Linked DNA regions of Ovis aries: region 2 is linked to region 1. Evidence: chromatin contacts called from public Hi-C data. All regions are on one chromosome and are shown on one strand. Each heading gives the region's core, a stretch centred on a gene start, on an enhancer-like site or on the middle of the called end of the contact. The rest is flanking DNA. Distances are from core to core; before and after follow the strand shown.

The links. Hi-C and Micro-C count contacts between places; a contact is called where the count stands out from the background.
Region 2: a contact with region 1 is called in a Hi-C map of hypothalamus, with 2.5 times the contacts expected there. The contact joins the promoter of LAMP2 here to the promoter of ZBTB33 in region 1. A contact is called at or near these places in 2 of 16 Hi-C or Micro-C datasets (hypothalamus and skin fibroblasts).

Annotation. Positions count from the first base shown.
Region 1 is chrX:104,594,101-104,597,879 of ARS-UI_Ramb_v3.0, forward strand. It overlaps ZBTB33 (zinc finger and BTB domain containing 33), which reads left to right and starts at 1,911. Exons shown (of 2, transcript XM_004022345.5): 1 at 1,911-2,096.
Region 2 is chrX:104,796,426-104,800,204 of ARS-UI_Ramb_v3.0, forward strand. It overlaps LAMP2 (lysosomal associated membrane protein 2), which reads right to left and starts at 1,756. Exons shown (of 9, transcript XM_042241660.2): 1 at 1,586-1,756. The coding sequence starts at 1,649.

The sequences.
Region 1 (3,779 bases), core at 661-3,160:
ATTAATGTTCTAAGTAATTAAGTGCTCAGTTGCCAGGAAAACACTACCATCTGTCTTACCTTCTTTTACAACAGCACATTTCTATTTTCCATGAAATATGTTTATGTTAATAATGCAGTGATTCCCACATAAGTTTTTTTTTTTTTTACCACAATACAAAACTTTGGAGAAACACCTAGGGAATTTCGTATGGATTTCTTATCTCCATGTGAAAATACAGCTGTATTACACTACTTTGATATTTTACTATGTGACTTGACTTTATTGAGGACAATGTAGAATAGATTAGAGGTCGATAGATGATGACATCCTTGTCTGCTTTTATGTTGAAGAAAATTAAATATAGTTAGTAGATCTGTTTTTATTCTGGAATATCCTGATGGACATTTTCTCCAGGATTTTTGTAGGAAAGACGTGGAAGGATTCCAACTGAATGGTAAGTAAGTGCCAATTCAAGTTTTTGGAAACTGATGCAATATTATCCTGTATATATATATATATATATATATATATATATATATATTTTTTTTTTTAAAGAAAATGAACATAGTGAATGGCTCTAATTGTTGAAGAAAATGCTACTATTTTGGTTCCTTAGTTGAATATGATCAATAACCAGCCTGAAGGGAAATATTTGGCTCTTCAACCACCCATCCTGTCACTTCATTCATCATGGTACTCAGTCAGAAGTGGATTACCAGAGGAGTTTTTCAAATTACAAATCACTCATGTATTCATTCACTTAACAATTATTGAACACCTACTATGTGTGGACAGTAAAGCCCTCTGTGCAGGAAATGCTATGTAAATAAAAGTAACAAACACACACAATGCAAGTGTTACTATTTATCTTTCAAGATGCAGCTCTAATTCAGTTTGCTAGTTCCTTCTCTGTGTTCTGTATTTTGTCGATGTTTGTATACCTATCTACTGAGCTCTTTGAAAAGGTAGAGACCTTGGCTTATTCATTTTGTATTCCACACAGTCTAACATAAGATTTGGTGCAGATCAAACAGGTGGTCAGAAAAGAATAGTTGCAATGAAGGAATTAACAATATTGCATCATTCAGTATTCAGCTGAGAAGATAGTACTTACCCAAAAACTTATTTCTTCACAGTAGGTGTTAGAATGTGCTTGTTATCCTTCAACTTGAATTATAAATCATGACTTGACTCATTATGTTTGATTATATTCATTCTGATTATATGTCAAGGTGGTTTCAGTTTAGTCGCTCAGTCGTGTCCGACTCTTTGCGACCCTATGAATTGCAGCACGCCAGGCCTCCCTGTCCATCACCAACTCCCAGAGTTTACTCAAACTCGTGTCCATCAAGACAGTGATGCCATCCAACCATTTCATCCTCTCTCATCGGGTTCTCCTCCTGCCTTCAATCTTTCCCAGCATCAGAGTCTTTTCCAATGAATCAGTTGTTCGCATCGGTGGCCAAAATATTGGAGCTTCAGCTTCAGCATCAGTCCTTCCAGTGAATATTCAGGACTGATTTCCTTTAGGATTGGTTTATCATCTAACAACAAGCTATTAAATAAGGCAGTTTCGAACTTTCAAAAGAAATGAAACCTTATTAGTCTCTCGAAGTTTTTACGCCCTAGAAGCTTACACGGAACGTAGAGGAAAGGGACGAGTATCCCTCGCATCCCAACCGTTATTGCCGCGTTACCCCATCTTTCCCTTTCCTTTTCCTTTTTCCCACCCTTTCGCCCTCCGGAAGGGGCCGAGCGCTCCCGGCGCTTCCCAGTCTTCCTCCGCCCCTTGCGGAAGGAGCCGAAGGCGGAGCGGGGCCCCGAAGTGGGACGGCCTAGCGCTCGGGCCTCTCCGGAAAGAGCCGAACCGCGCTCGGAAGAGGAGGGCTCCTTCGTCTTCGGCGTCTCGCCCCCGCGCGGTGCCCTCTGTCGGCGGCGTGAGGCAGCTGTGGCAGCGGTGGCGGCGGGAGGCGGTAGCCGCGTCGACGTTGACCAAGACTGGAGCGACGTTTAAAGAAGGAGCCGAATCGCCGCAGAGTCCGGCTTCTGACTGTTGGAGGATTCCCACCCTTCCGCGCGGGCCGACGACGAGAAGCGGCGGCGCCGGGAAGCAGGTGAGGAACCGGCTGCGACCCGTGAGGGGGCGAGGGAGCGCGCCGGCTTCCTCCGTCTCTGGGCCGCGCCTGCCTTCGCTTTCTCCTCACTTGAACCAGGAAGCGGCGGAGTCGGAGGCTCCGCTCCTCCGGCCCTTTTCTTTGTGTGGGCTCGGGAGCGAAGGAGGGGACGAACCGGGAGGGCCGAGGCGCGGTCTCCTCCGCCGTCAGGGGCCGTCAGGGCCCGGGGTAGGCCCGGAGCTTGGGGAGCCCACCGCGGAGAACCACTCGGCGTTTTCCACGGCCCTCGCCTGCCTTTTTGCGCCAGTTCCCCCTCCTCACCCCGACTTTGATTTAGAGCTTTTCGGCCAGGCCCATCCTCCCCTTCCCAGGGCATAACAATGCCGCCTGCTTGGCCACATCCCCTCCCAACACCCCACCCTCCGCTTCGCCACCTTCTACTTTCCCTGGCCGGCCGCCTCGCCCGACTACCCCCGCCCTGACCGTGCTGGCCGGCCTTCCTTCTGTATTTGCAAGAAACTGCTTTTCCACGTGAATCCGGGTTGAAAACCTCGGTTGCAGCCGGCCGGGTGTGAATGGGGAAGAGGGGGTGGACAGAGGGAGATGGGGTTCAGCTGCCGCGTGTAGGTTGTTTCACTCTTGCGGGTGGCGTCTCTCTTTTCCAACGTCACCTGCCCTCGGTCAAGGATTTGTCTCACGGGCGTGCAGAATGGCTTTTCCACGGTCAGGTCGCGGATCTGGGGTTGGGATGGGTTCAGACCGATTTGTGCTGATCCTGGGTCCAACTGGACGGGAAAGACAAAATGAAACAACAAAATGAAACCAAGTCCTGGTGTCACCTGGACGCATACATTGAAATCCTTGCCCCGTTGGGAAAACCCATTTGCAAAGGACAAAAGTAGTGGGACCGTATTCAGAAAACCTGTCTATCCACTGAAAAGTGACTTGTGTCGAAATGCCCGTATTTCGGAAGCGCTGGTAGCTGGCTCACTGTCCAAAGGTCACCCTTTCTGATGAATGCTTTTATGGTAACCTGAAATTCCCTGGTACTGTTAACAAGCAATGCCTTATAACATGATGTTTTAAATCCTTGATTTCTAGACTTTTCTCCTATTTTTGTCTTTAAGCTATAATTTTGAAAAAATTAGAAGATATTTGAGACGCCCTGCCTTCCACATGTGTATAACTTAAGCACTGTGACAGTTGTACTATTTTGGTAACTCTAAACGGAAAGAATATATACTAGCAATAGAAGTGTCTCTTTACCAAAAGTACTTACCAACTAATTTTAAATTATATATACATGTATCATTTTATGTATTTAAATTTTTACTAGAAATCTCTTCTGTGAAGTGCTGAAAATTGTTTAGAGGGTGGTACACAGCAATACTATTTGTTGACATTCCTTCTCCTTTTCTAGAGTGATGTCTGGTCTGAAGTTTTCACTAAATCATTCTGTGTGAAGAAAATTCTCATATCAGTGCTCATAATTCTTTCCCAACAAAATGAAATGTTTTGTGTTTTCACCCATTTGAGCTTTAAGAAATGGTAAACTTTTCCCTTGTTTTGTTTTTCACAATAGCATTTGTTGACTTCATTTGACATTCTAACATTCCATCTCTGGAGATTGTGGGGAGTAGACAGGTGAGGGGAAGAAGAAAAGAGGAGAGGGTAAAAAGGTGT
Region 2 (3,779 bases), core at 506-3,005, 200 kb after region 1:
TCCCCCCACCCCACCCCCAAAGATCCTTAAGAATCACTGGTCGATCCAGACCCCTTCCAACGCCACAGCTTTGGAGCCAGACTCCTCATCCTTTGGCACTCCTGACATTCTGAGATGGGTCATTCCTTATTGGGCGGGGGGGAGGGTGTGTGTGTGCTGTCCTGTGCCTTGTGGGATGTTTAGACGCACCACTGCCCTCTTCCCACTAGATGCCAAAAGCAATCCCCAGTGATAACAACCCAAAATGTCTCCAGACATTGCTAAATGCCTCTTGGGTGAGAATCCACCATTCCACGTGTTGACTTTATTCTTCTACTGAAATGTCAATTACAAAATGTGTGCCTCTCACTGCCCTTCCCCAGCCCCTAATGTATCTATTTCTTCTCTATTTCCATCTGAGTCTGCCCCTTCTGGTCTTTTATTAGGTCACAAACGGCAAGAATCAGGTAGTAACAAGCTCAGAATTTATCAGGACAGGAAGAAAATTCTGGTCAAAGTTCACCTTTCAGGTAGTTAAAGGCCTCGGGGACCTAAAGCGTTCTGGTCGGGGGGTGGGGGTGGGGCACGGGGCGCTCACAGCGCCAGGAGCCAGCCAGCCAGCCATTCTTAGGACCTAGTAAAAACCCGATCCTTAGAAAATGACCTGCCCTCCTCCTCCTCCTCGGAAAACCAGGCGGTAACAGGCCAGTTGTGTGAGAGAGAAGAAAAGGAGCTTCTGAACGTAAAGTGGCAGTGTACAAGACTCAGATACACCACCCGCAAAACCTCAATATCTGAGGACCTTTTTTTAATCAGTCTAGCTGGAAGGAAGTAATAAAACTGGTTTTAAAAAAATAAACAACTATGTCCTCAGCACTTCCAAGTCAGATATTCACTCCCCACCGAAGTTGGTATTCACCCGTTTTAGTCTCCAGAGATTGGGTACATCGAAGTTTTCTCGTCTGGAAATTGCCCCAGCCACCGTAGCTCCCCCTTCCCCATCAACACTCCAAGTACCAAACCCCAATTTATCTCTCTAGAACCACCCCTCCTCCACAGCGTTAAACTCCTGCCCCAACAAGCCTCTTATTGCTCCTCAGAATCTCCCCCTATCTGTCCCCCACCCCCCTTAACCCAAGCTTCTCCACGCAGGCAGTCCCCTTCCCTCCTCAGTTTCCTCTCCCGCCCCACAGGTTCCCACCATCTTCAAAACTCTTCCTTGATCCTAGGACCAGGACTCTAATTGTCCGTGCCACCCCAGAGACCGCACGTACCGCCCTCCCACGCTCACCTCTCCTTAGCATCGCCCCCAAGTTACTCTTTCCACCCCCAGTGCTCCACTCCTCACTCTTCCCTGCCTACTCCCTCGGCGTCCACCCCCACCCCTTGCTCTTTTTTATTCTCATGGGCCCTTGTCCCTCGCCATCCCTCAGTCGGGCCTTCGCTAGGTCACTGCTCATCACCTCGGGCCAAGCGCCAACGCCCAGTGTCTGTCATTCAGCCTCTCAACCCCCTCCCCTCCGGACCAGTCTTTCAGGTTACTGCCTCTGAACTGGGAGCCCCGGGCCCAGGATCAGGGACTAAGAAGAAGGGCCCGACAACTCACCCAGGACGAGGCAGAAGAGAAGGAACCCACAGCCCGGAACCGGGGCGAGGCGGAAGCACACCATGATCCCGGAGAGCAGGCGGCGGCGACAAGAGCAGCGACAGCAGGGAAAAGGCTCGCTGAAACCTGATAGGAGCGCTGATGACCACCGACCACAACGCTGCAAAAGCCAGGACTCGGCGCTTTCAGCGCGGGTCATAAGACCAGGGGCGGGGCTCTTTCTTGCCTTCAGCCAATCTGCGCGCTTGAAAGAGGCCCTAGGGGTGGTGATGCTTGGGCCCAGTGGGCGGGGTGACCACGCCCTGGCTTTTTGGTTCACAGTCATTTTTATGCTCCTAAGAGATGCGCGCGGACGGCCCTTTCTGAGGTTTTTTAAGGAGAGACGAACTTTTTTTGGGGGTGTAGCTAGTATAGATTATTTCAATTCTGACTCTTTGAGAATACTTTTGCTGGAGTAAAAATGGTTGCTAGGTATTGCAACGTCATACCTACAGAAATAAAACAGGATTATTCTCCAAACACCGTTGCCCATGCAGTTCATGTCATTAAAAGGACAAGGGAGCTAGAGGGTGATATGGAGTCAGTGAACACCAGAGCAGGCCTTGAAGTTCACCTAGTTACAACACCCTGTTTTTCAGATGGGGAAACTGAACTCAGAAAGAGGAAGAATCTTATTTAAATATAGAAAAACAATGAGGAAGAAATAGAAGGACAAGGGAAGAAAGGATCATCCATATTCCGAGTACACAGAAAGAGACACCATCCAACAAGCTGTTTTTCCTCTACCTATACACATGTAAATATTCTTTAGTTAGAATTCACGCTAAACACATTATTTAGTATAGTTGACAACTGAACAGATGAAACCCAAACTCTTCAACAAATGAAAGCATTCAAAAATTATAAAGATCTCAAATTGGGACAAAGCGTTGATTCTCAAATGTTAGTTTCCAAAAGTGTCATGTGGGGATTTTTAATAACATGTAGAATCCTCACCTCATTCCCCAGAGATTCTGAAACAGTAGGTCTGTGGCACTCCTAGGAATCAGTTCTTTTAACAAGAACTCCAAGTGATTCTGATTCCTATGGTTCCCAGACTACATTTCAAGTACCAGAAAATAGAGCTTCAAAATCATCTAGTCCCAGGAGATCTTAATCTGGTTCCAATGGATGAACTAGGGGTGGGGGATAGGTGTCTGTGAATCCCCCAAAATTACAGGCAAGATTTACATATGTGTATTTTTCTGAGGAAGTTGGTAGTTTTTACAATTTCTTAAGTAGGACCTATGACTTCTCACCCTAACACCCACTCCTGCTCCAATATTAAGATCTATTCCACCACTGTCCTTCGCTTGAATGTGATTAATTCCTGAAAGTGAGAACACTGAATGTGTTGTGTCATGAGTGAAACTAACTGCCCCATCAATAAGGCTAGGAAGCAGCTCTGTCCTGGAGAACCGGCAGCTGAGTTGAGCGCTCAGAAGTGCGCCCCCCGCCATTATTTTTATTTTTTTATTTTGGCTGTGCTGCATGGCATGCAGGCATGCAGAATCTTAATTCTCCGACCAGGTATCGAACCCGTGAGCCCTGCAGTGGAAGCACAGAATCTTAACCCCTGGACCTCCAGGGAAGCACACTGCCCCCCACCCCGCCCTGCTCAATCCTTAATGAAGGGACTCTGTCCCTTCTCCCTCAACTATAAACTGCCTAAATTTCATGTTCAGCGAAATGCTAAGAAGAGATAAAAGAGCATAGTGGAAAGAACACTGGGTGGTCATTCAGAAGAGTTGGGCATGAGATACCTCTGACTGACACCATGACCTTCACACCATCTCTTTGAGCTTCTACATCCATAAAATAGAAACGTGTGACTAGAGCTGTTTCTCAGCACCGGCTGCACTCTGGGATCACTTATAGGGCTTAAAACCTAGAGATGACCCTTGGTCCCACCCCTTGAGATTCTCTGATTCAGTAGATAAGGCCTGGGGCCTGGGCATTGTATTTTTCTTAGAACTCCCAAAGACAGTATTAATGGGCCAGAGATGAACTGAAGGTAATCCCAGCTTTACAAGTCTACGATTCTATGAAAGTAAATGCTCATTTGTATAAAATATAAGAAAACAAAGGGTCCCATTGAGGCAAGAATTCCGTTTAACCAATTGTACTGAATTTCTTGCAGATGTCAATCAAATGA